Linked DNA regions of Mus musculus: region 1 is linked to region 2. A link is a contact called in public Hi-C data. All regions are on one chromosome and are shown on one strand. The core of a region is the stretch at or near the end of the contact, and the rest is flanking DNA. Distances in the headings are between cores, read along the strand shown. Region 1 holds the start of Esyt1 (extended synaptotagmin-like protein 1). Region 2 overlaps Smarcc2 (SWI/SNF related, matrix associated, actin dependent regulator of chromatin, subfamily c, member 2).

Region 1 (3,630 bases), core at 658-3,157, 52 kb before region 2:
AGCATCTCTCCAGCCCCACTTAATCTTTTGAGAGAGAGAGAGAGAGAGAGAGAGAGAGACAGAGAGACAGAGAGACAGAGAGAGACAGAGAGAGAGACAGAGAGAGAGAAAGAGAGAGAGTGTGTGTCTTGCTAGCAGTGAGCTACCATATCTGGATTTTACAGACGGGATGGCAGAGATCTAAACTCAGGTCACTAAGCTTGTGGAGCAAAGGCCTTTTGCTTGTGGTTGCTGGGGAATGAATTTAGGTCGTCATGCTTGGGCTATATAAACAGAGCTGTCTTCCTAGCCTGTTCCTTCCTCCTCCCCTCCTTTCTGTATCCCCCAACCCCTGCCTCCTTTTGTTTTGTTTTATTTTGTTTCTGCTATTTATCTCAGGCTGCCTTAGCCTCCAAAATGCTGGGATTACAGCTATGTACCATCCCGTCTGTCAGAATTCTTCATTTTAGTGTCCTAGATGTTCCCAAGGGTGCTGGCTAGTTTTATATCAACTTGACATAGTCTAGGGTCGTCTGAGAGGAAGGAACGTTGATTGAGACGAAGCCTCCATAAGATCTGTAGGCAAACCTCTATGTAGAACATTTCCTTAATTGATAGGGAAGGGCCCAGCCCATGGTTGGCGGGGGCCATCCCTGGGCTGCTGGTCCTAGGTTCTATAAGAAAGCCGGGGGCTGGTGAGATGGCTCAGTGGGTAAGAGCACCCGACTGCTCTTCCGAAGGTCCGGAGTTCAAATCCCAGCAACCACATGGTGGCTCACAACCATCCGTAACAAGATCTGACTCCCTCTTCTGGGGTGTCTGAAGACAGCTACAGTGTACTTACATATAATAAATAAATCTTAAAGAAAGAAAGAAAGAAAGAAAGAAAGAAAGAAAGCCGGTTTAGCAAGCCAGTGAGCAGCACCCCGTCCCCCGCCCCCCATGGCCTCTGCATCAGCTCTTGCCTCCAGGTTCCAGCCCGGTTTCAGTTCCTGCCTGGACTCCCTTCAATGATGGACTATGATATGGAAGTGTAAGTCAAACAGACCTTTTCCTCCCCGACCTGATTTTGGTCAGCATCAGGAAACTATTGCAAAATGTAATAATTACTGCTGCCGTTGAACACCGCCCCTCCCTGACTATAATCTTAATCGGCCCTCTATGATAGAGATGACTAACTCTGGATTCTAAAAAGAAACAAAATCTCACTTATCTACCGATCTCCTCCCCTCACCCCACTTCTTCAAGACTGGAGTATTAGAACTCTAATGTTCATCACGCCCCAGCTGTCGCTGACTTGTTCCTTTTCACGGACAAGATAGGGGGACTGAGGACAGCACAGACAGGGCCGCTAGACAGGGTCGGTCATCCTAGACTTTCGTTCTAAATCGGTCTAATTTCCCTAACGTTTCGCAAGGGCAGCCAGTAAAAACTCAAAGAATATTCTTAGAGGCAAAAACGAACGTTCTCTGAGTATCAAACGCTGGGAAAGTTGACAAAGAATATTTAAGATTCAGACCAAACCCTGCCAAACCATTTGAACGTGTGGAGAGATACACCCTCAACTCTAGCTCACTCTGAACTCAGTAATTAGAGTAGCGGCTCTGCATGACGTAACTCCACAGGCGCTCCAATCCCACGTGGGAGGAGCAGCTGCTCCCGCCTCTTAAGTGGGACGCTACGCCCCGTTCTCTCCGTGACCAGTCAAATACTGTCTTTTGGTTTCTTTCCCCCCCTTTTCCCGCCATCCAACCCTCCCATCTTGACCCTCTGGTCCAATCACGGAGGCCCTGCCATCCCAAGTCCTCTCTAGCTTCCCAAGTCTACGCGGCGCTGCCCCAACAGGCAGGGGCGGGGCGGGGCTTGAGGTCCCGGGGGGAGCACCATATATTACTGGGGGGGAGCTGGACCAGACACTGAGCTGCCTGCAGCTGCTCGGGCGGGCACTCCCAGAAGCTGCCCCATGGAGCACTCCCCTGAAGAGGGCGCCAGCCCCGAGCCGTCAGGGCAGCCCCCTGCCACGGACTCCACGCGGGACGGGGGCTCCGGGGTCCCACCTGCCGGCCCAGGTGCGGCGAGCGAGGCCCTGGCGGTGCTGACTTCCTTCGGGCGCCGCTTGTTGGTGCTGGTGCCGGTGTACCTGGCAGGGGCAGCGGGTCTTAGCGTAGGTTTCGTGCTTTTCGGCCTCGCCCTGTACTTGGGCTGGCGCCGGGTCCGCGATGGGAAAGAACGGAGCCTGAGGGCAGCGAGGCAGCTGCTGGATGACGAGGAGCGGATCACCGCAGAGACGCTTTATATGAGCCACCGGGAACTACCTGCCTGGGTGAGTTACCACTTCAGCCCTTGGTGCAGTATAGCTCTTCCTAGCCCCTCAACTTGGGGCTCTCCCACCCTACAAAGTCAGCTCCCCCACCTAGGACAGCGGGCCCCCAGACTTTGCATCGTCCCGTTAGCGCTTGTGTGCTGGGACGCACCACTCCTGGACGCGGCCACCCACTCTCCCCGCCCACCCTTGCCGCAGAGCGGATCCTTCCACGGAATCGGGACTTCTTCCTCCGTCTCCTCGGACTACAGCAGTACATCTGAGCTGCCGCTCCCAGCCAAGCGTGTAGAATGCTCGCTCCTCCTGACTTCTGGTGCCACTCGCGCCTTTGCCGCGCTGCCTCTGGGGATCCCTCCACCCCCCACCCCGCGATGGCTCAGAGGTTCCCCCGCCTTTGCTAGCGCTTTCAAGGCTTTTTATCTACTTCAGGGCATTAGGGTTTTCCGTTTCCTGCCTTGTCTCTAGGTACCCGCTGAGACCCAGCCCTGCAAGCATTGTTCCGCTGAGTCCCAGCACCTGGAAATGACCTATCGCGGTCGCCTTCCAGCCTCAAGCCAGCCGGGCTGCTGGGCTAAGGGAGGAGGAGGTTCTGGGAAGAGGGTAGTGCGGCAGCTGTAGTTCCCGCTGCTCCTTTTTACTCGTACCCAGGGCGGCCCCACCCTTTTCCGGACTGTGAGCAGCCTTCGCTCGCTCGTTTGCTCAGCCGACCCAGGCCCTCATTACTATACCCTGTCTCCTGGGCTGAAAAGATGCCTCCCTCTGACCTTGCTAAGCTGAGCGGGTTACCAACCCCTTTGGGGTACCCTCCCTACTCTTCTCACTTAGAGGTGACAGGTAGAGAGAGGCAGACACCAGTCACACTTGCCATTCCCTGGAGAGAAAAGAAGAAGAAACGGTTTCATGTGCCCTAAGTAGCAACTGTTATTGCTACTCTTTATCCTTGGAATTAACCCAACACCTCCCTACCTCCGTGTACAGCACAGGTGTCCTTTCCCACTCAGGAAGAAAGAGAAAGGAGCTAGGGAGGAAAGGAATGAGGGAGAGAGTGCGGAGGCTTGCGCAGGCACTAGCGCACCAGCGCACCAGGCCTAAGACTTCCTGCCAGTCTCTAGGTTATCAGGGTTTGGTTTCTTCTTCACCTTCTTATACTGGAGCCCACGCCCGGTCCCAGGGGAGCAGGGAAGGCTGGACAAAGGAACTAGGACTTCTTCATCCCAGGATTCCCCGGAGTTCTGATTTGACAGGATCTCCTCCTGAAAGAATGTACCCTTCTCTTCAAGACTCCTCCCCCTCCCCCTCCTTGGCCCCAGAAGCTGCCATTTCGCATC
Region 2 (3,915 bases), core at 1,022-3,521:
GAATAAGAAGTCTGCTGAGGGGCTGGAGAGATGGCTCAGTGGTTAAGAGCACCGACTGCTCTTCTGAAGGTCCTGAGTTCAAATTCCAGCAACCACATGGTGGCTCACAACCATCCGTAATGAGATGAGACACACCCTCTTCTGGTGTGTCTGAAGACAGCTACAGTGTACTTAGATATAATAATAAATTAATCTTAAAAAAAAAAAAAGAAAAAGAAGTCTGCTGAGGGCTCAAGGTGGGAGGATACTGGAAGAGTGTGTCTTAACCAACACATGAAGAATGCAGTTATCAGAGTCAATAAACACCGACTTAGAAGCCCTAAATCTGTAGCTTATTATTCTTTTTTAAGATCAGGTCTCACAATATAGCCCTGGCTGGCCTCCATCTGCAATGATGAGACTTAGAGATCTGCCCGCCTCTGCCTTCCAGCATGCACAAAACGGTACAAAGACTCTCATGCATGTCAGGCAAGTGTTCTACTACGGAGGGAGCTATGCCTTCCAGCCCTAATCCTGGACATATGTGCTACTCTTTCATAATGCACGCTCCCATCTCATAATCCTCAGAGCCGGACCTCTTAGTTCCTTCTTCTCTTTGACAAAGTCTAGCTAGGAAGCCCAGGGCGGCCACGAATTTGAGTCTTACAGCAGCCTCCCAAGTGCTAGGACTATCCCCATGTGCAACCAGGCTTGGTTTTTATCTTATCTTGTTTTTTTGTTTTGGTTTGGTTTGCTTTTTGGTGTTCCAAGACAGAATTTCTCTTTGCAGCCCTGGGTCTCCTGGAACTACTAGCTCTGTAGACCAGACTGGCCTTGAACTCAAGAGCTCTGCCTGCCTTTGCCTCCCGAGTGCTGGGATTCAAGGTGTACACCATCACCTTATTTTTGTTTTTCAATCTAATCTCATCATTTACATTTTAATTAAAGTTGTTTCATACACTGGGGGTATGTGAATTTCAGGTCACATAGCAATTATGGAATGAAATTCTCTGCATGGTTTTTAACTGGAAGCAATGGGAACGGCGGTGCAGGTACTTGTATGCTCTACTCTACCATCCTCAGACAACCTCCGAAGAACATGTTTAAAGGGTTAGGCTGTGGCTGTCTAGTGGTGTCTATCATGTCTTTGTAAGTCTAACAGAGAGCTTGGTTGAAAGTTGCTAAGTCTGGAAGGGTGAGTGCAGAAAGGACCCCAAAAGAAAATCATAAGCGGAAATCTTACATCTCTGGAGTCTTAGACTTGTTCTTGCCGTTGAAGAACTCAGGAAGAGCCCTCCGTTCAATGGCATGGACGCTGCAAGATAAATCACAACGGGTTTAGAAGGCCCAGGGAAGGAGTAGGAGCCCAAGGGCGGAAGGCTTGAAAGGTGGGGTTGGCAAGGGGCTCTAAGCTGTAGAGGGGCAACAAGAGAGATAACCCATTGATTATGGGTTAATCACGGGGGAGGAAGGAGGAAAGAAGCAGGGCAGTACCTGTTGTAGTCAAACCAGGCGGCGTAGCTGGGGATGATGATGTGGTGGGTCTGCTCGGTCACATTGTCCTCATGCAGGTCCGGGTTCTTCGTCTGCTCGCCTTTGTTGCCCGTGCTGTTCTCATCCTCGTCCTATGAATATGGAGGCTGCTGGACACTCAGCATTCCCCTCCCTGCCTAGCAGCCCTCAGCTTCTCCTACACCCAGGAGCACCAACAGGGGAGAAGGATGAGGATGAGCACTGTGGGCCCTGGGACGCTAGGGGGCTGGGGTCCGAGCAGCAGGCACAATTCAGCTATGGCGGGAAAAGCCCGGGCAAAAGGAACACTGTGATCCCTGTCCCAGAGAGGTGGAGCCTCTCTAAGCTAATCACAGAGAGACAGAGCCTGCCTAAACTGGCTGCACCTTGCCGGTGGTCTCCATGCTTTCATCGTCCTGTTCATCTGCAAGGGAAAGAAGACAGGCTGAGCCTCTACAGGAGCAGAGGGCGACGGGAAGGTGGGCTGAGCTCCCCCATGCCTCAGGCACTGCCTGCTTGGGGCTCCCTGGCTTACCCAGGTCAGTCATGGTGCCGCCTTTGACTGGGGCTGACTCAGAGTCCTTTTTAGTGTTGACTGCAAAGAGAAAAAGCATTAGACATGTTGGCCAAATCAAGCTCTCACGTCTCAGCTGCTAACAGTTTTACATATGCTGCTTCTTCAGAACCCTTTGAAACTCGTTTTCTATTCTACTGCCTTGCCCAGCATCTATGTGCGTGCACTCCTATGACTCTCCGGCCTCAGTATCCTGAGGGCTACTCCTGTATGACTGCTCTTTGTCTCCCTGCTTGTCTCCCTATACAATCTTTTAATGGACTGAGTTTGAGCTAGATCATGCTAGGTAAGTAGCTAGATATCATCCCTTGATATACTACTTGCAACTGAACCTAAGGCCTAACTTACGAATATGTCAGTGTTCTACCAGAGTTACAGTCCCAGCACCAAGGTTTTTCTGGTTTTTTTGAGGGGGGCGGGGCGGGGCGGGGCGGGGCGGGGCGAAGGAGCAGGGTCTCATGTATTCCAGGCCTCTAACTTGCAAAGAACATCCCTAATTCTCTGCATCTGCTCCTGAGTGCTGAGGTGACAGGTGTGCGCCACCACCAAGCTCAGTTCCCCAGCACTTTTTTCTTTTTCTTTCCTTAAACTTTTTACTTTGGCTTTGCCTTTTTCAAACAGCCTCAGGCTGGAGAGAAGGCTGAGAGGTTAAGAGCACCGATTGCTCTTCCAGAGATCCTGAGTTCAATTCCCAGCAACCACATGGTGGCTCACAACCATCTGTAATTGTAGTCCCACAGAATCCAATGCCCTCTCCTGCTACGCAATTTGTACTGGCAGACAAACACCCCTATACATGAACTATATTCATAACTACATCTTTACTTTTTTATTTAGTATTTTTTAAAAGAAAGAGACACAGACTCCATCAGCTCGAGCTGGTTTTGAATTCATTATGTAGCTCAGGCTGGCCTGCACTCCTGAACCATCCCTCTGCCTGCTGAGTGCTAGGACTAGAGACATGACCCACACTTGGCTTTCCTTCCTTTTTACTCTGAGACTGTCCCCTTCAGTTATGCAGGTTGGCCTCAGGGGTCATTCTGCAGGCCAGGCTGATTCTGTACTTCTTACATCCTCCTGCCTCAGCCAGGCAGGCCACTGAGATTATTACCTATGTTATGCCACCAGGCTGAGTTAAATGATGTGCTCTTAACTAGTAACACTGTTGCTTTGTTTTTTCCCAGACAGAGTCTCACTCTGTAGCTCTGGCTGTCTTGGAACTCACTATGTAGGCCAGGCTGGCCTTGAACTCACAGAGATTCACCTGCATCTGCTTCCTGGGTGCTGAGATTAAAGGTGTTTACCACCGTTTCCAGTCAGATCTTAATTAATTTTTGAAGACAGGGTCTCTGTATGAAACCTGGCTGTCCTGGAACTTGTGACCAGGCTAGCCTCCAGCTTACAGAGCTCTCCATAACTCTGCCTTCTGAGAGCTAGGATTTAAAATCATGTGTCACCATACCTAGCTTGAATATCTAAAAAAAATATTTTTAAAGACTGTCTGAAGGGCTGGGGATAGAGTGCAGGGCTCCGTATTTGTTAGGCAGTGTTCACCATAAGCTGCACCCCAACCTAATCTTCAAAGCTGTAAAGTAGAGAAGACGCTCCCGCCTTGGTTTCATACACAAATGCTCCGAGGAAATCGGCTTCCCAAACCCTTGAAATATATTTCTTGATATTTGAGGCTACTGGACAGGAGACAGACTACAAATCAGTATTGAAGTGCAGTCCCCTAGACTCCTCGTGCAGGACAGACTGAGTGAGTCTCTTTAGAGTTGTTCTCACTGCCTTTTACATTTTCCTCCTCTGTCTTTTCTAAGTTGATGATTGCATGTGTGCAATGAGCATGT

Evidence for each region. A called contact is a pair of places that touch in the nucleus more often than the background predicts.
Region 1: a Hi-C map of embryonic stem cells shows a contact between it and region 2, with 1.8 times the contacts expected there. The contact joins the promoter of Esyt1 here to the enhancer-like site in region 2. A contact is called at or near these places in 3 of 39 promoter capture datasets (erythroid cells, macrophages and second pharyngeal arch cranial neural crest), 3 of 15 datasets of contacts at CTCF or cohesin (CD8 T cells, the NIH/3T3 cell line and large pre-B cells), 87 of 484 Hi-C or Micro-C datasets (the AML12 cell line, the AtT-20 cell line, B cells and 47 more), 36 of 115 datasets of contacts at active chromatin or transcription factors (the 230-238 cell line, CD8 T cells, DN3 thymocytes and 26 more) and 6 of 9 other capture datasets (adipose tissue, bone marrow-derived macrophages, embryonic stem cells and 3 more).

What each region holds. Positions count from the first base shown.
Region 1 is chr10:128,524,136-128,527,765 of GRCm38.p6, reverse strand. Esyt1 (extended synaptotagmin-like protein 1) reads left to right here and starts at 1,907. Exons shown (of 31, transcript NM_011843.2): 1 at 1,907-2,302. The coding sequence starts at 1,943.
Region 2 is chr10:128,472,372-128,476,286 of GRCm38.p6, reverse strand. It overlaps Smarcc2 (SWI/SNF related, matrix associated, actin dependent regulator of chromatin, subfamily c, member 2), which reads right to left. Exons shown (of 29, transcript NM_001372395.1): 12 at 2,027-2,086; 13 at 1,878-1,915; 14 at 1,474-1,604; 15 at 1,223-1,294. Among named protein-coding and RNA genes, the nearest start is that of Smarcc2, 15 kb to the right of the region's middle. Within about 2 kb of position 2,271, at least 6 of the 459 cell types and tissues checked have an H3K27ac peak or open chromatin away from gene starts, as enhancers often do. A contact at or near this core is called in embryonic stem cells, where this site is marked.